Regions from separate parts of the Rattus norvegicus genome. Here region 2 is linked to region 1. Evidence: chromatin contacts called from public Hi-C data. All regions are on one chromosome and are shown on one strand. The core of a region is the stretch at or near the end of the contact, and the rest is flanking DNA. Distances in the headings are between cores, read along the strand shown.

Evidence for each region. Hi-C and Micro-C count contacts between places; a contact is called where the count stands out from the background.
Region 2: a Hi-C map of Schwann cells shows a contact between it and region 1, with 8 times the contacts expected there. The contact joins two enhancer-like sites. A contact is called at or near these places in 4 of 12 Hi-C or Micro-C datasets (Schwann cells, frontal cortex, kidney and 1 more) and 1 of 1 datasets of contacts at active chromatin or transcription factors (oligodendrocytes).

The regions. Positions count from the first base shown.
Region 1 is chr4:83,160,695-83,165,225 of GRCr8, forward strand. The region is part of intron 2 of Tax1bp1 (Tax1 binding protein 1); the gene reads left to right. Among named protein-coding and RNA genes, the nearest start is that of Tax1bp1, 10 kb to the left of the region's middle. Within about 2 kb of position 3,242, at least 55 of the 93 cell types and tissues checked have an H3K27ac peak or open chromatin away from gene starts, as enhancers often do.
Region 2 is chr4:83,282,375-83,286,572 of GRCr8, forward strand. All of the region lies in intron 2 of Jazf1 (JAZF zinc finger 1), which reads right to left. Among named protein-coding and RNA genes, the nearest start is that of Tax1bp1, 130 kb to the left of the region's middle. Within about 2 kb of position 1,962, at least 10 of the 93 cell types and tissues checked have an H3K27ac peak or open chromatin away from gene starts, as enhancers often do.

The DNA of each region.
Region 1 (4,531 bases), core at 1,992-4,491:
GATTTTGGCTCTTTTCTTTACATGAAGAAGTTAAACTAGTCCAAGCTAAAAGTGGACCCTAAATGTTTACATTATATAAGCTGTGAGGTTTTTAAACTTGTAACAAGGGACAGAAAGGAGAATCAATCTACTCATTGCAAGGAAATTCTCACTTAAGCTTCAGAGAGCCACAAGCACTTAAAACTTGGGAACCTTCAGCTGATTGTCCGTAGCCAGTCCACTCTCTTGTCAGGAACTGGCATGTGTTCTTGAGAAGGTCACCCTTTAGCTTAATTACTTCTTCATATTGGGGATGCTCAATTAAAGTACCATTGTAGGCAGAATTTCTTCTTAAATGCCCTCACTGGTTTGTTCTTAAATTAATCATCAGTGAGCCCTTGGGTCAGGGTCTTCCTGTCATTTCTCTGTTGAACTTGTTTATCAGTATAATCCTCAGTGCCCATAGAAAGCAGGCAATTACTCTTACTTGAATCAGCAAAGGGGTTGAAAGAGTGGAGGTTCTGGACAATGGCCAAATGTGTCATAGTATTTATGTACATATTCATTGAGTCAGTTCATCTAGTTAATTGAACCAGGTTCTTACTATAGGACATTTTACATTGTACCTAAAGGTGACAGAGTCTTAACTCTGGTGTGGGTTGAATTAGAACTCTGACCCCAGACCTCACTCTGTAGCTCAGGCCTGTCTTGAGTTTATGAAGGCTTTTTGAAACCCAAAGAGGATAAGCCCAAGAGTGTCAATCACAAGTTCTGTTAACTAGCTCTCGTAACTCTGAATTTGGTGTGCATGCTTGAGCATGCAAGAATCATAGATAGGCCCTGCCCACAAAATGCCAAGGTTCAGAGCCCGGTTTACCACTTTGGCTCCAATCCCAGCTTAGGCTCCCAAACTTAGGATTCCATGCTGACTCCATGGTGCAGTCCTCTGCCTTTGAGGAGTCTTATGCTGTTTCCACAAATAAACTTGCTCTGTAGAGATAAACTGGTTAACTGCTATGGAAAGTAGATCTAAAACTGTTTGACTGTTTTGTTTCATGCTTTTGTTATTTCTCAAAACATTTTGTTGGAAGAAATGATTTAAGCCACCCATTATAGTATATTAAAGGTGCCCTCTGGCTTGGAATGTTTTGGCTGAGAAATCTGCAGGTAGTATTCCCTTGTACGGTGACTTTTCCCTTATACCTTAAAGACCTTTGGCAGCTTGATGATAATGTGCCTTGGTCTCTCCTTGGGCTTAGCTTAGCTAAGGTGCTTTCGGTTGTTTGTTTATAGAGACATGGTTTTCTTATGTAGTCTAGGCTGCCCTTAAACTCCCTATAGCCTAATAGCCTAGGTTACCTCACTCTCCCAAAATCTGGGGCTCTAGGCATAGAGCATTAGCTATTTTTAATTTCTTTACTTTTTCATTTTCCTTTTCCTACCTAGTAAGTTTCAGCTGCTACTTGTACAAATATGCTCTAAGATTCTCTGTTCCTAGAAGTCAGTTTGTGTTTGTTTGTTTGTTTGTTATTTATTGTCTTCTACTGCTACCCAGGCTGGCTTTGAACTCAGTCTTTTCTCAGCCTTATGAGTAATGGATTAAAGATGTACACCACCTGTTTATGTTGTTTGTATTGGTAGGTAGGTTCCTTTATATTCAGCTCCCTTTTTCATATGGTTTTATATTCCCTGACTCAGTTATTAATACTAAAATTTAAAATTACATTTAGTTAAATTAATTTTCTGTATACATGTGTGCTAGTGCTTGTTTGTGCGTATGTGTGTCTAGGTCAAAGGACAATTTTCAGGAGTCAGTTCTATCCTTCTACCCTGTGGGTCCCAGTGATTGAACTTGAGTTGTCTGGCTTGGTGGAAAGAAAGCCCTTCTATCCATTGAGCTTGCACACATGCTCACCACCCCCCACTGCCCACCCCCCAAGCTCTTAAGCCCAGGTAGGAGGCTTCAGACTTGCTGTGTAGTTGATGTCTGACCAAGTTTGCAGAATCTTTATTCAGTTTTAGTCAGTTGTGGAAACCCTCTTGTGAAGTTTTCAATTCAGTTACTGTATTCTTTATCTCTAGAGTAGTGTGGCTATTTTTTGTTTCATTATTTTTGGACAGTTGATTATTGGGTTACATTGAACTTTATTAAATGATTATTTTTGGGTTGTTGGTCAGATAATTTATTTATTTAAAGATTTATTTATTTATTATATACAAATACACTGTAGTTCTCCTCAGACACACTAGAAGAGGGCATCAGTTCTCATTACAGATGGTTGTGAGCCACCATGTGGTTGCTGGGATTTGAACTCAGGACCTCTGGAAGAGCAGTCAGTGCTCTTAGCCACTGAGTCATCTTTCCAGCCCCAGATAATTTATTGAACTCTGTTTCCTGAGGTTATTTTCTTTTAGCTTAATGAAGTTTCTTAAAATTTATTTTTTTCCTTTGGATCTTGCATTCTTCAGAAGAATTTTTCCATTTTGTGATTTCCACAAAGTAGTATCCTCTTTGAATCATTTCAGACTTGTTTGTACAGGAAAAACGTTCACTATATACCCTGTCCAAAGGTTCTCTGGGTTTCCCTTCAATCTTTCACTGGTATGTGTTATGTTGTGTAATTTCCCAACTGAAAAATACTGCTTGTTTCAGGAGTTTGTACTCTTTCTCCCTCTTGTGTCTGTCTGTGGTACTGCATGTCAGTAGAACAGTCCCCACCCCCATCCCTACCCCCATCCCCAGTGCCTAGGCATCCAAATTGTCCTGGTTTTGTTGGTGCCAAGTCAGGTGAGGCAGAAACATGCACAGTCCATCAAAATGTCTGCATGTTAGATCCATGTCTACCTCCTCCCTGATCCCCAACAGAATGGTCTCTCTCCTGAGCCAGCAGGGGAAAAGAGCCTTGTGGTTGTTAGAAAACAATGCCTCTTTGTCTTCAGTGGAGGTACTCTTGAATTGTAGCTGTCCTGGAGTACTTGTTTTTCTAATGGGTTTTTGGAGTTCTCCCAAAGGATTTTCTGGATTATGCACTGTGAAGTGGAGCAGAGCGGGCTGTGCGACTCCTATCTTCTCCAGGTTTCTTTACTTTCACTTTCACTCACTTGGCAGAAGTCTCTTCAGATACTTTGTAATTTTCTCAGTGTAGCCAAAGGAAAGCCTTTTCTTTTCTTCCTGTTCTCTTCCCAGTCTTTTTATCAAGTATGCTTCTTCCCAACTAAACACTCACAGTGCCAGTGTTGGAAGGAAGGAGATGGAGTTTCAGAAAGTATGAAGGGTGTCTTCTGTTCAGTACCAGGGCAGGCAGCCAGAGTGCGATCCCCAGGGAAGAGGACTGACTCCCAAAAGTTGTCTTGTGGTATGTGTGCACAAGAGTACATGTGTATACAAACACACACACACACACACACACACACACACACACACACACGAATCTAGAAAAATCATAGAACATACAATCTAAGACTGATGGATGTATAGTTTTATGTAATGTTGCTAACAGTGTACTTGCTTTAAACTTACCTCTAATAGTCAATATTTAACATAGTTAATCTGTTTACAAAACACAGTTTGAGATCTGTAATGTCTATTTAAGTTGAAAATGTTACATATATTTTAATTTCTTTATTGTATATTGCATATGGTACTGGGTTGTATAAGAACGTTTCTCATGAGTTTATTCATGAGACTCATGAATCACATTCAGTGTGTTTTAAACATCTTTCCTTGCATATATCCAAGATGAAAATATGTTAATAGGTGAGGTATAATGATCTCTTAGAATGTAAATACTCTTCCCAACCAAGATATACAAATTGCTTTCAGGCAGAACTTGCCAAAGATGAAAGATTAGTGATTTCAGTTACAAGAGAGTACTTATATAAAACAAAACAAAACACCTCCTCCCCCCAAAAAATCCCAGGTCCTTAGTATGAGATATAAAACAATGTTATTTAAAAGTACATAATAGAGGGCCTAGGAAGGTGGCTTCATCAGTAAATGGCTATAAGGATTTGAATTTGAATCTCCACAGCACCCATCTTGTAAAGCTGGGTCTTCATGTCTGTAATCCTGACATAGAGCAGGTGGAGAGAAGGATCTCTAGAGTTTGCTAGCCACCTAATTCAGCCAAATTGGTGAGGTCCAGAGTCAGTGAGAGACCCTGTCTCATAAAACAAGGTAGAGAGCAGTTGAGGAAGACATTCAACATTGACCTCTGGCCTCTCTATGCACAAACATGCATCTGTGCACACAGAAATCCACAGGGTATAGTAACATAATTATTTTAAATAATAAACAGAAGATTTTGTATTTTATCATGTGTGTATTTCTAGGTAGCACTTTGCATTTGAATATATGATAGGACATTTCATTCAGTTTATGTAAATTTCTGTAGCTTTTGGTAACAGTTTAATAAATCATAATTAGACATCCCTGATAACAACTCAAGATTTTAAAATTTTAAGTGCATATTTTAACTTTAGGATGTAATAAAAATGATGTGTCTAGCTAATATTAGGGTGTTTAGTTACATTCCTTCTTAAATTTTTCTCC
Region 2 (4,198 bases), core at 712-3,211, 120 kb after region 1:
AGAGCTGGGAATTCTGAAGCTGCAGAGCTAACTCCAGGCTGCTGCTCGCTGCTTGTAAGTGAAGGAGGTGGTGCTGAAACACGGGCGAGCAATTTCAATGCTAGGGGAGGAGACTATCTCACTGGTGCAGGCCTTAAAATTACATTTAGCAGAATTACAATTTTTGAACATGGGGGCATATTTCAGATCTGGGAGTTATGAATGGGAACGGAAGTTGGACATTTTAGGGAGCTAATTTCAGTGAGGAATAAAAAACATAAGTTCTCTCATTCTCTAGTTGGTGATGATTAAAAAAATGAACAGTGATGCAATTTCTTCAAAAGTAGGTGGAAAAGTAAGCCTGGCAATCATGTTTCGAGCACTTGAGTGGCACATTGTCGTGCATAGAGGGTGCTCCATGAAACAACAGCTTTCTAGTAGATAAAGTGTTGCCACAGAGCTGGGCTGCAGGCTCAGGGCACAGGCATGGTGAGGCTACAGCTGGAACGAACAACCAAGGAAGATCAGGGTGACGGGCTGTCCAACTGTATCTATGTTGATACTGTTGACTGACTCAAGCAGAAGCAACTTGAAATAGCTCAACTGCTATACTGCTATTAGGGAAGAGGTACAGAGGAGAATTTGCGCCTTGTTCCTATAGGTGATTGATTGCTAAATGACTATGGAGGCTGTCCTACCCCACCCTCTGTAACTGTGTGCACCTCAGAATCCTCAACTGCTGCTCACACAGTCCGAGCAAGAGGACAACTCACAGGTGTGACTGAAAGCCTGAAAAGAAGTCCCATTGTGCTGGAGGAATGGCAAATGCCCCTGTCCTCCACCCGGGACTCACCAAGCTTGTACTATACATTACACTCAATGTTTTAGAGTGCTGGGACCTCAGCTTGATTTTGAGATTTCAGCCTCACTTGGTAACTGATGCCTCTTGGGGCACAAAATTATGAACGTCGTTAAAACTTCATCAAGTAATAATGTCATTGTGACTGTTAACATAAATAACGGCAGTAAATAAGTACACAGTGATAGATCTGTCTGTGTTCTATCCAGAGAACTGAAGGCTAGCTCTGATGTGGGAAGTCAGGACACTATTCCCATTGCTAACTGCCACTCGACTTCACACAGGTGGGTCCTCTGATGTAAGGTTAGCACATTCCTAGCTGAACAAGAGAAACAGAGCAGCTTCAAACAGGACTCATTCACACAGGGTGAGGTCCAGATGATCAGTATGTTTTTGCCTTCTGTTTTTCTTCCTGACAATAGAAGGGAAAACTGTTCTTGTGAAAATTAATTGAATTTTATTCAGAGGGGAAAAAGAGGTGCATGTGAACAGACAAAAGGCCCCTCTGGCAGGAAGAAGTCCTTGTCAGCCTCAGTGGCACACACAGCTGTTTTGTCTGACAAATGTCTCCTCACCTTTCCACAAACAACAAAGGTATCGCCTGCTAAGATATACTGCCATAATACGATGGCTGGGAAAATATATGGTGTAATACAGAGCAGTCTAAATACCTGTAAGTGGAAAAAGACATAAACAACCATTTTAATTACTTTCCTCATGTAAAACGCAGCTGTAGTAATGTTGGCAGGTCTCACCTGCCCTGTTTTAAATCTGTGACATGAAATCATGCCACTTAATTAAGTCTTAATGCATAAAAATATTTTTATTTACTTTTTATGGAATATCAGCATTTAAAGCTTTCTATTTATGTAAGTGCTTTATAAATTACTTGAAATACTTAAAAAACAAAAAAAACCTGACTACTCCTAATCCACAGTTCTAAGCGCCAGTTTCAATTTCATTAATTAAAAGCCCTTCGGTGGACTCCTGCTGCTGTGTGAACTAGCTCCAGGCTATGAAAGTAATGAGTCCGGACAGAGTCCTCTGATCTACACTAGTGCAAAGCGCAGCGAAAGGCCTTGCCCACAATTCCCAGCCTGTTTACCAGACTGCAAGCAGTGTGACTGCTGGAAGCATTAAGAAGCTTTAGGCTTCCCCCTTCCCCCTTCGACAGTTTCCCAGTTCCTTATTTCTGGAAGGACTGGCTCAGAAAATACGGTATTCTAGCGCCCTCTGCAGGTCACAAGCCTGGCAGCCTCTTGCCAGCGTGGCTTTTCATTCAATAGCAGTGGAGGGGAAGATGATCAAAACTGAGTCAGACCTCACTGGAAGGCTATTTCCTAAGGGCAGCCAGACACTGGTTATCCACCACCCCCCCCCCCCAATCTTAGGAAAAACTCCTTTATTGGCTTGTTCAGGACGCAAATTTCTGTCTTCAACTGATTGTTTTCATTGTCAACATCCTAACTGTTCTTAAGGTCTGGAAGAATACAGGCTCTGAGTGATCACTCAGAAATTATCACTCATACCGCCCGGCTTAGGAGGGCAGGTTAGGGAGAAGAAGAAAGAGAAATCAACTGTGAGGGCGCATTTGAGACTTCCTCAGCTGAGTTCTCATTCTAATGAAGTGACAATTTAGGAAAATATAGGGAATTTCTAAAGTGTTTTAGGGAACTTAGCATGAATCTTTACAGGGCGTTTTATATTGATTTAAAACATTTTAGATGGAATTGATATAAAATATTGCCAAAAGAAAGCTACTTGAAAAGATAAAAATGGCGCTGGGGCTGGAGGGATGTCTTTGGGTTTGAGAGAATTCACTGCTCTCGAGGAGGACCTGAGTTCACAACTGCCTGTAACTCCAGCTCCAGGGGATCTGAAGCCTTCTGGATTCTGAGGCACCAGCACACATCTGCCACAACACTCACCTATATACACGCACATAAATCAGAAGAACCCCCTTTAAAGAGATAAAAATGAGGAAGCATCTAGAGACAAGGAAACGGAAGAAGGCCTAGGTTCTGTTGGAGCAATGGACATTCCCCAGGCCACACTGTGGGGGAGTCTGCTTGCTTCTCAGCAAACAATCAATAACCTTTTTGTTTATTTTCTTATTCCAGCTCTTGCTGTAACTATAGCCCAGGTGGTCTTGAACTAAAGGCCTTCCAGACTGCTGGGATTACAGGTGGGTGCCACCACGGCTAGTCTGAGAACCTCTCTGAAGACATGTCTTTCAAAATATTTTTAAGTCAGCACAAGTATTAAAAGGAACTGAGTTATTTTTCTTAACAGCTAAGAGCATTGATTTTTTTTTCCTTTCAGTACTGGGGACTGAACTTTAGGCCTCAGGCACACTAAGAAAGCACTCTGTCAATGAGCCAAAAGCATTCACTTGCAAGGTGGAGCATTAGCCCAAATATTCCCTTTAGTAAAGTTATACAGTGTAGGGCCATTTATAAATCTCTTGAATCATGAAAAAACCCATACTTTTGCCAACTCACAGAGGTGGGTAGACATCTCACAGGGTTTCTTACCCAGGCAGTCCACAATGAGACCGAAGAAGTCTGTGTTGAACTATCCTTTCATGGTGTTGTGGTCATTTAACAGACTTTCTTGAGAGACTACAGGGATACCAAGGAGGCAGGGGTCTGAGGGCAAGGTTGCAGTTTTACTGGGATCCTGGGGACTGGCAACAATTTCACCCAGAGGATTCTCCGTGTGATAGACAAGATCAGTATGTCTTCAGGAGAATGGATTGGAGATTTTGGTTCTAATAAAATGATGCTTCCAAATGAAATCCCAAAATGAAAATGTCGAGCCTCCAGATTTGTTAAATTCAGGAGCAAGGGCTCTCAGCAGGACCTGTCAACAGCCCTGGTTAGAAGGGGACAGCTGCTGGCTGTGGTGTGCTCAGCATACCCATGCCAGTCATCCCAAGTCAGCCCCATGCTGTCTGTTCAGGCTGGAATCTGGCTGCCAGACTAGGCCCTAGCTCAGCTTATCTCCCACTGGGAGGCTGAGGCTGCCAGGAAGGAATGGCGGCTTCCCAGCACATGTGGGCTGCTGAGGAATGGCAACACAGCTCAGGCTTGGCGCCACTGCCGCCACATTTATGATCCTCCCCCACTGCTGCCTGCTGCCCCTCAATGCTTGCTGGCAGCCTGGGCAGGGGACAGGTGATGAGGATTAAGCCTAGTATATGTGCATATCCTCAGCTCGGGGAAGGAAGTTAATGCCACAGTCACAGGATTCAGTGGCTAGGGTTCGACAGTGAAAACCCTGCACCAGTTTTCAGCACTGAGATCAAGGAAGGTATAAAAGGTAACGTGTCTGGCAGGGATGGGCAAGTCCCTGGTCAAT